2 separate regions of the Pan troglodytes genome follow, and region 1 is linked to region 2. The links are chromatin contacts, called in public HiChIP or PLAC-seq maps. All regions are on one chromosome and are shown on one strand. Each heading gives the region's core, a stretch centred on a gene start, on an enhancer-like site or on the middle of the called end of the contact. The rest is flanking DNA. Distances are from core to core; before and after follow the strand shown.

What was found. HiChIP or PLAC-seq counts read pairs in DNA pulled down with a chosen protein or histone mark.
Region 1: a contact with region 2 is called in an H3K4me3 HiChIP or PLAC-seq map of stem cell-derived excitatory neurons, with 9 times the contacts expected there. The contact joins the promoter of PDCD10 here to the promoter of ZBBX in region 2. A contact is called at or near these places in 1 of 7 Hi-C or Micro-C datasets (induced pluripotent stem cells) and 1 of 1 datasets of contacts at active chromatin or transcription factors (stem cell-derived excitatory neurons).

What each region holds. Positions count from the first base shown.
Region 1 is chr2:170,892,724-170,898,092 of NHGRI_mPanTro3-v2.0_pri, reverse strand. PDCD10 (programmed cell death 10) reads left to right here and starts at 3,075. Exons shown (of 9, transcript XM_009446794.5): 1 at 3,075-3,304; 2 at 3,764-3,895. It overlaps SERPINI1 (serpin family I member 1), which reads right to left and starts at 2,480. Exons shown (of 9, transcript XM_516861.7): 1 at 2,287-2,480.
Region 2 is chr2:170,531,394-170,536,303 of NHGRI_mPanTro3-v2.0_pri, reverse strand. ZBBX (zinc finger B-box domain containing) reads left to right here and starts at 2,099. Exons shown (of 22, transcript XR_008547313.2): 1 at 2,099-2,261. It overlaps LOC107970837 (a long non-coding RNA gene), which reads right to left and starts at 2,154. Exons shown (of 6, transcript XR_001713782.3): 1 at 2,005-2,154.

The DNA.
Region 1 (5,369 bases), core at 1,826-4,325, 360 kb before region 2:
ATCTTCAGATTACCTGAGATTGAATGTGAATATTAACTAACATGAATCAAGAGTGCAAGGTAAAAAATAAATGCCATATATTTCCAATGATATTCTCTCATATCATTGGAAATATGAAATATGAAAAAACATGGTCTTTTTTTCAAATGATATTGAAACCCAATCTCTTTTACTGACACAGTAAAAAGGATCCAAATCTTGGAAACAGGTGAAAAAATCAGTACTTTAATACCACAAACTCATTCATTCCTAATCAGATTCTATCCTTTACCATGTCTCAGAGCAGAAGACCTATAAAGAGCTGAGATTCAAAGTATATCTTAATTTCAACTGTTTAGATATTTATCTTCTATCCATTTGCTTGCTTATTAACTGTTTCCCAATAAAACTCTTTCAAACAGATCTTTTAATAAAGGCTCGGAAAGAATTTCATTGCTAGTATTATAATTATTACATGGGGGAAATAACCCAGCGACAGCAATTATTCAGTTTTACAAAATGAATTAGTAGTATGGTCTGAGAAAGAATCTAAGACTGATTCAAGGCAATCCACTTAATCACAAATAACAAGGGCAAACACAGTCTTTTCCATGTGTCACCCTAATACCCACTTTTTTTTTTAACCCCCAAAATCATTTTCACAGGGCCATATCAGCTATGTGAATTAATAGATTCTCCAGTGCTGTAGCAAAGATAAAACCTGATCCTTATAGTGGTTAAGTTTAGCAGCTACTGTTGCTTTTTCTTTCTTCTAAGCTCTTTGCTGTTTTTGATACTTAGCTGATCTGCTTAGGGGTAGTCAAAAAGCAGCTGTTTTTCTATGATCTATCTGTCTATATATTTCTATGGTATGTGAGAGTGTGGGAGGGAAGAGTATACATACTGATAAGTCACTTAGGCTTATCGGTAGTAGCACTCAGTAGGACTGAACTTTAATCTGGGAAGAGAATTCATTTGAGCCATTTCTTTTCAAAAAGAAATTTGGGATGCATTACAAAAATAAAATTTAAAATCCCGAGAACTCAGGAAAGCATAGAAATAGGAGAAAAGAAGACAATTACTCCATTTTATTGACCCTGGTTATTAAAAAAAACATAGATTAAAGTATTGAGACAGACTCTGAAATATGCAACTGTCACAATGAAAGCATTTCAGAGCAAAATTTGCTGCAATATGCTACTATGATTAAAAGCCACGTAATCTGGGAACCTCTGTAACAAAATGAAAATGAACTAGGAAAATAGCTTCTTACTACTTCTCTAAAAATAAAAGGCTGTAATTTTGTCATAATTACACAAAGGTAGGTGAGACTTTCATCTTTACCCAGCATTACAACGTATTTCCATCCATAGGTATTACCATTAACGTTGCTTTGAATACACATATAGTTTAATACCGAGAATAAACTATTATTTTATGACACTACATGTGTTTTAAACTGAACCCACTATCATAACACATATTAAGGGTAGTCCTTCAGCACATACTCTCTACCCAGAGAAAAGATTCCCACACAGCTTTCCATGTACTCTTGTTTTTAAAATGTACACATATTATCGGACACAAATGAGAGACTAACGAGCAGCAGTGAGGTACACCATATGTTTCCATTGTAGGCTGAATCCAGGTCTTTGTTCCAATATTCCAGAGCCACCGGGAAGAAAGCTAACTATCCATTCATTAAAATTCATTTTTACATTATTGCTGGCAAAAGTTATACTTTTGATAGATTAAGTCAGAGCCCATCCTATCCTGACTATTCCTGCCTGCATTTGCTTCTTTAATACGGATTTCTTGCAATTCTAGGAAACTGCAAAATAACCACCCTGGATAACAGGTCGGTAGCAGGACAATCTGATAAACCAACGTAAAGGGTAGACACTGAAGAAGAACGCAAAGTTATTTTCCTAGTGAAATAGTTCAGAAGTCATTCTATATCAATAGCAAAATTTTTGCTTTTTATAGGCTACGCACCTATAACATCCACCAGATAACATCCACCTCGTCCTCAACTAGCAGGATTTTTCTCAATCTTCAGATCTCCCAGAACAGTTTTACTGGTGCAACTCAAACCAAAAACACTAACCACGCCCTTTATACCCAGAGTCAAGCTTCCTTTTGCTTTTTTGCCCTTAAAGTCGAAAAATGTAAATCTTTCACCCGAGAGGTTTTGCACCGGTTTCCTAACCCCAGGCGGACTCTTTTAGCTGTGTCTTGATGTAATTCCTATTGGAAGACGTTTTCTCCAGGGCAGTGCAGACGCCCCGAAGAAGGACCCACGCTTACCTCCCACACACCTGCAACCCCTGACGGGATGCTGGAGCTTGTGCTCGGCGGACTGTGCTCCGCTCCGCTCTCGTTCCTGCTTTCGTCTCTCCCGGGAAACTACAGTCCAGACTGCGCCTCTGGCTTCTACAGGGACCCAAGCTCCGCCTCTCCCTCCTCTAGTTGGCGAATTTGGCAGCTGTTGCTCCTCCCCCTGCTGTTTCTGCAGCTGCCCGGACCGCAGGCAGCGGAAAGCAGCTGCCCTGGTACCTTTCCGCTCCCTGCACTTCTGCAGCTGCTCTGCCACTTCCACTCCCGTGGGGGTCCCTCTCCCCTCCTCTGTGGCTCACACCTGGAGCGGCCTCCTGCCCCACCCAGGCGTCTCTGCTGGGAGCCCCGGCTCAGCCTAGCCTTCCCCGACCTGTGTGTCCGGATGCCCGGTGTGCCTGGGGCTTAGCTGCTCTCAGGGAAGCTGCCCCTCTGCCCAGTGCAAGTCCCCACACCAAGCCCTCCCTTCACCCGGGCGATTTCCCCGAGGCTTCCTCTCCACCCACACGGCATACTCAGCCCGACAGCCCCAGGATCCCCACCACGGGCCCCTCACCCCCTTCCTTCCTCTGCTCTGTCAGCCCGCCCCCTCAATGGGTGAGGCGCCGGCGGGGCCTACTCCGCACCCTGATTGGCGCAGGTGAGGGCTTGCCCCGCCCTTCCTCTCCTTTCCGTGCACCATCTCTCTTCATCTCACCTCCTCCCGCAAAGGCAGGGAACTCTCCTACTATTGGCTAGAAGTGTCCCCACCCATCGCCTCAGGATCCCCCGCATGGCCTGCCGGGAAGTGTAGTCTTCCGATTGCAGGAATTGCGGACAACGCCGGCGAGCGGGACTACGAGTCCCCATAAGCCTCTGCGCGACTCCTGCTGGGCAGGATTCCGGACAACGCCTGGTTCCTCTCGGGTCCTTCCGGCGTCGCCGGAGTGAATTGATCCGGGAGTTGAAGAGGGCTGCAAGGTGGGAAGTGAAGTCAGTGCCTCAGTTGCTGGTAAGGTGTAGCTGTTCTGTCCCAGTCCCCGTAGCTCTGCACCGAGCAGAAGAGGTCTAGGGTCACGCAGGGGCCATGGCTGAGGCACTCGGGCTTGGTTCTGGCAGGCGGAGCGGACGGGGCTGAGAGCGGGGCCCTACGGGCGTAAGCGAGGTTACCCTACGCGAGTGGCGTAAAGCGGGTTTGTAAATGCCGCCTGCCGGCTTGGGCCCGAACGCCTCCAGGAAGTCTCCTCTAGGTGGGGGCGGGAGGGGAAGGGCGAGGTTGGCCCCTGGTGCCCCGGGAGAGGGGACAGGGCGGATGTGCTTGGGGTGGGGTCCTTTGAAGGTGTGGCTTCGGACCGAGAGGTGAGGCTGCTGTTTTCCCCCTGCTTTGTAAGTAAGAGAAAGGGAGGAGGAAGGAAAGGGTGCTTGGGAGTCGGCTCTTGGGGGTGACTCGGGTTATGCCCTTTGAGGGAAGAAGAGCACTGGAAGAAGGAAGAGACAAATGTTGGGGTCTACGGATTCAGTTCCAGTTTAATGATGTGGCCCTCTAAGGAGATAATTTTGCCTTAAACAGAAAGACTTGACCCTCTTAGGTGTCATACCTAAGGTATGTTTTTACTCCTTTACTGCTTTCAGAGCGCTTTCGTTTTGGGATGCTGATGAGGAAACCGAGGGATTATATGACGTGCCCAAGGTCACACACGTAGGGACAGACTTTCTGAATCTAGTCCGGTTCGAGTCCAGCTTTAGAGTAGGGACGTTGGTTGTGCTTTTTGAAAAGGGTGGAGGAAGTTACAAAGTAAATGTATTTTGTATAGTATATCTAGGAAGCCATTGTGAGATAAAAAGTTGTTTCTTGAACCGGAGTGAAATTCCTCAATAAAGGAAAGAACCTTTTGGAAAAAATAAAAATGGCCAGTTTCAACTTTTACAGATTTCCCCCCCTTTTTTAGGGGTGTATTAAATGATAGACTCTACTCTCACAGTTCATTTTTACGGGTAGGTAATAGGATGGGAGAACAACAGTTAAACAATATATCCCATCCTTAGAAGAATATTGTTTTCTTTTTCTACCTTAGGACTGTTTTTACTCTCATTTTGTAAAACTGATAATAGTGGGATTGGAATTCTTTCACAAAACTACACTTTTTTCAAATAATGTAGCGTTAGGAGAGTTTAGTGTGCCCATTACTAGAAAAGAAGGTACTTTGCATTTCTTGGAGGTAACATCGTCTTTTTTGAGATTTTACTTTCCCCCCATTTTCTTGACTCTAGGCTGTATTTGTGTGTGTGTCTGCAAATAATAAAATTGGGCTCTTGCATATTTTTATTTTTCTTAGCATCAACTGTGACTTTCAATTCATTCTTATTTTACATTAAAGAATGAAAAAACAGTACACGTATAGTTCATATCTCGCAGAAAGTAGTGCCTTTATGCAAGTCTTCTCCTCTGTAATGATTATGACCAGTTATAGCTCATGACTATTATTATTGGATAAGTTTTTAATAGAATTGTTAGAGTATGTTCATTGATGGCAGAATTTATTTGTGATAACTTTATGTCCATACAGGTTAGCATGTAATAAATCATGGCTTACTCTTAACATGTAATAAATCATAGCTTACTGTTTTATATATAAGTTGATCATCAGACTATGCTGAATTTTGAATGTACTCTGCAGTTACTATATTATCAACAATGTGCTTCACTTTTTAATGCAAAAACATTTTTTCGGAACAGAGGTATTATCTTCCCTGATGGTTGAAATTAAGATGGTCTGGAAATTAATACGATTTTTAAAATAGAAAAAGTATGATACTATAGAATGAAGTAAAATCAGGAATAATGTACCATGAGTAATGTAGTACACAGACAAGGAAGACCCAGTTAAACAAATGGAAAATTATGTGGTGATAACTGACTTTGTGCTGGATTAAGAAGGGTGCAGTGATGTAAGTAGACCGTAAACTGAACATGAGTCAGTGATGGTAAAGCAAAGAATATTAATCTGTTTTCTAGATGACAATGTAGGTATTTGCCTTTTGTTGAAGGAGGTATGAAATAAGTTCTAACCTTTGGC
Region 2 (4,910 bases), core at 850-3,349:
ACTTGTATTCAAACCTTGTCTCCACAGTGGCACAACGAAGCATGAGTTTGGAAAAACCCTCAGGAATACTGTGCTCTTGATATAGTTGTGGTGAACTGTGTGCGGCATTGCTGGTGTGCCAGTTAAACGCATTTTGCTTCAGTGGAGAGAATATCATCTCTCTAGAGCTGTAATTGTTTTGACATGTTTCATTTCATTTTGTCACTAATCATCATTCTGAAAGACAAGCACTTCATACTTTTTATTTTACTATGTGACTTAGCATAGGCTTAGTTTTTGTCTCTGCTTTGCCTTTTCATAACTGTGCATAAGCTATTTTTCTAAATATAAGATAATGTTCTTTTAATGCTTTCAAAAAGTGCAAGAATATTTTATACATTATTTTTATGTGTTTAATTTTACTATTGTGCAAGTAAATGCATTGTAAGAATCATTTTTTGAAGTAAAAGTCCTTTGTAGAAGTGAGGAGAGGTTATTTGCAAAATAATCTTTACTGGGACATAATTGACGTGTGTTTACTGTTCTCTCTGGACTGTTTCTTCCTCTAATGGCCCATGTCTTTCTCTTTCCTTGCATTCAGATACTTCCCTGGCCATCTACCCTAAAACAGAACTCAATTAGTTTCTATTTCTTTATTTGGCTTTAGTTTTCTTCATAGCAGCTGACATGCGTTTGTACTTGTTTATTGCCTTTCTGCTCCTGTTAAAATATATTTGAAAATAGGAGGGGCTTTGACGATTTCTTCACTCCAGTATTTTTGGGATCTAGGAAATGGACTTTCAATAAATATTTGTGGAATAAATAAATAAATAAATGAATAGATCAGTAAATGGACGAAAGCTGAATATATCTTTGGTAATTTGAAGAGCGCACCTGTATGGGAAATAGTCTGCGCAAGAAAACCAGTAGTATCGCACATCCACCTGAAACTTGTTCTTGTATTACAGTTAAAGGAAGGACTTGGTAAAGTTATACCATGAACACGTTAATAGCAACCATCATAGCCACACCAGCACCACTGTTTCTTACTGTTTATTAAGCACTCACTATGGGCCTGGCTTACAGCTAAATACTTAATATTTATTGTTTCATTTACTCTTCCATACTACATTACGTATGGACTAAGTGTACTGTTATCTCATTTAAGCAGTTAGACTGAGCATTGTTACTTGCTCATGGTCACACAGCAGGTAAGTTGTGGCAGTACTGGCACTCAATCTCGAATCTGCCTGACTCCAAAATCCAGACTTATAACCAGAAGACTACCATTGTCTTCTCTTATCCATAGTGGTTGTAATCTTATATAATTGAATATGCCAAGTGAAATCATTATTTTTTTTTATAATGGGTATTGGCAGGCATAGTAATGTCAAAAGTAATGGTGTAAAGATTAGTACATTAACTGTAATAGTTAGGATTGTTAGTCTGGTACCGAGATAGATGCAATGTGGTTAAGCATAGAAGCCTATACAGTGCAGTACCAACCACACATCCTACTTGCAGTATTTAAAAAGGGAGATAAAAAACAGCATATTTAGGAAGCCAAAGATAAATTCACTACAGGTGCAGCTTTGCTCGGAAAAGAAGAGTTGAGTTGAGAATTGTGGGTTAACTGTGTGTGTGTGTGTGTGTGTGTGTGTGCATATATTTGCTTTTGCTTTTTGTTTTATATGCATTAGACTCCACGGGTCATGTATTCGGTACAAAGAAAAGAGAGTTCTGGACTTTTGAAGAGACCTGGAATCTCTATTGACTTTGCCTATGGTAGCCTTTGATAAATCATGTAAACATAGCATAAATGTGGGAGTTCTGAGACTAAACTCCTTGAATTAATTTGTGGGTCTGCCATTTGCTAGCTTTGTAATTTTGGATTAAGATAGTCAAGTTTTTTGTGCCTTAATTTTTTTAGATTTAAGCCGGCTTGCTATGAGGAAGAATCAAATATGACATATAAGTCTCTCACTTGTGCTTGGAATATGACACATGCTCAGGTTTAGCACATACCTAATCTCCAAGATCCTCTCTGGCGGAAAGCTTCCAGAGCCTGTTGAGTTTTTCCGCCCTTTTCCTTCCTGTGATCACCCTTCTCTCTCATTTCGCAGGCTCCTTTTCGCCCTCTGCCGGCGGACAGTGGCAGAACCCAGCTTTCTGGTTGCTATGGGTACCGAGGTAACGCGGTAACCAAGGAGACCAAGACGGAAACTCCCGGCAGCTATCCGCGGCCATCCGGCGGTGGTGACGCGAGAGGCTGGGGTCTCCAGGTGGGTTGTCTGGCTGCGGGTGGATGAGAGGGGAGGAGGGTCTCTGAGTCCGCCTAGCGGGCAGCAAGCCCGGGCTAGTTGGTGCGGGGAGCAGAGCGGGCAGCGCGGCTGGGAAGCAGACTCAGCTCGGGTGGAGCTGGAGGCACCGGCCCAGCAAGTGTTTGCTGAGCTCCTGCCATAGGCTGACATAGTGCCAGGCCTGCAGGCAGCAGGACGGGGCCCTGGCCTCAGGAGTTGAAAGCCTTTGGTATACACCAAAGACTTCCCAGCCCAAAATGCTAATGGATAAATGAATCAAGAGTGAACCCCAGACAGTGAAATTGGGGACTGCATCAGTTGTACCCCTTCTGCAGCCCGACCCTTTCAAATACTAGCCCCTTTTATCCTTTTAAGTCATTTGCACCTTATGAAAAATTTGGCACCCTGAGAAACCATATTTCATCCCCTTTTGTAGCCTTTAGTCTGCCTGCGCGTTCACATGCACCCACTTACTTCTTGAAGTCTACTCCTCACAAGTAAGGGCTATGGTGCGGGGTGCCCGATTCCTGAGAAATCTGAAGATGTGGAAGTTTATTTTTTCTTCCCAAAATCAGCAGTAGAGGGACTCAGGTATATAAGGTTCAGTTATATATATTTTATAGCTTGACTTAAAATCTAAAGTTAACAAGGCTCATTAAAAAAATATAGTAAAGTTGAAACTACACAGGATTAAAATTATACAAACTGTATGCTTATGCAAATGTAATGACTCCCTCTGCCTTTCTCCAATTTAGTTTATCTTATAGTCTACACAGAGGGCTGCCCTGACCTGTCATAATTTTACCAATTGTATTACAAATGAATTGTTTGAAAGTAGTTCCTTTATGTCTTTCAAGACACTTAATAATTCTTGCAATTATTTTATTCGCTTTTTAATTTTTACCTACTTCCTTCACCAGAGTGTAAGTTCAGTGAAGACTGGTATTATACCTGTCTGGTTGACCTTGATCCTCAGTGCTTAACCTGACACCTGGCAGGGAGAGAGTGTTCAATGTATATTTGTTGATTGCTCATCAAGATCGTTAGGAAACATGGAAAAAAGGAAACAAAAAGTTTAGTTGAAGTGGGAAAGAGGGCGTGTTTAATTTTTTCCGTAGTGTAGGTTGTGCAAAAAACTAAAAGCAGTAGAAAAAAAATTACATACTTAGCACATTATTATTGGCACTACATTATGTATAGGGACTGTATTGATTGCTGGGGTTTCAAAGGTCAATGGTAGGACCACTCTCAAATATTTGGGCTACTTAGGGAAACAAAATCTATATAAACAAAGATGCAAAAAATAACACAAGGTAACATACAATAGCAAATGAGTTTAATAAACATGGTCTTTCTATACGAGGAGAAGCTTGGTTTCGATGGAGGGAATCTTCATGATACAGGCAGCCTTCGAATTGAGCATTGAGTAGAATAAAACTTGGTGAGCAGAGAGGTAAACACTAAAGCTCATTATGTAAAAAAGATGAAAGCAGAGATGCTAAGGGTAAAGCACAATCTTGATGCTCCATTTTCTTCTCTAGGTAGTTTCTAAGGCTGTGCCTTCTCTAGGTAGTTTCTAAGGCTGCCCCTTTCCCTGAACCGTGAGCTCTCTGGAGGTCTTATAGAAGCCCACAGCTTGACAAGTCAAGTCACAAATCAGACACCTTTTGTTTAATATCCTGCAAATTAGAGGGGGAGAGGATCCTTACCATTTTCTACATGGATAAGCTGAAGCTCAGAGATTTCTATCACACAAAGATCTTATGACTTTAAATCCAGTGAATTTAGTCTACCTAGGTTTTCTGACCTTAAATTCAGTACCTTTTAATATTGTTTATTATTTTTAATCAAAAGTATTTTAAAATGGTATCTTGTCCCTTGATATCTAAAGGCAAAGTTTCTCAGTTGTTCTCAAGAGAACCTGCCTATAGAGCATAAAAAATGGGCAACTTGGGTACCATTTAGCGCCTTGAAGCAGTATTTTACTATCAGATATCTTGTTTGGCTGAAAGATTGAATGCAACCTGAAGTCAATACCTATATTAGTCCGTTCTCACACTGCTATGAAGAAATACCTAAGACTGGGTTATTTACAAAGGAAAGAGGTTTGACTCACAGTTCTGCAGGGCTGGGGAGGCCTCAGGAAACTTATAATCATGGCAGAAAGGAAAGCAAACACATCCTTCTTCACATGGTGGCAGGAAAGAGAAGGATGACAGCTAAGTGAAGGGGGATGGCCCTTATAAAACCATCAGATCTCATGAGAACTTACTATCACGAAAATAGCGTGGGGGAAACTGTCCCCATGATTCAATTATCTCCTACCAGGGCCCTCCCGCCACATGTGGGAATTATGGGGATTACAATTCAAGATGAGATTTGGGTGGAGACACAGCCAAACTATATCAATACCTGCTTTACTTTTAGAGCTTTTGCTATGAGAATGTGGCACACATTTATTTAGTAGGACACTCCAGCACAAGATACTATTCTAGAAATCATGTATTATCAGTTCTTGCCTTATAATTTTTAAAATATTTTAAAATATATATATATATTTAAAATAAGGATAATTACAGATAGAAGAAATGTGAAAAGTAAAATTCTTTTAATTATTAAAAGCAACTATTT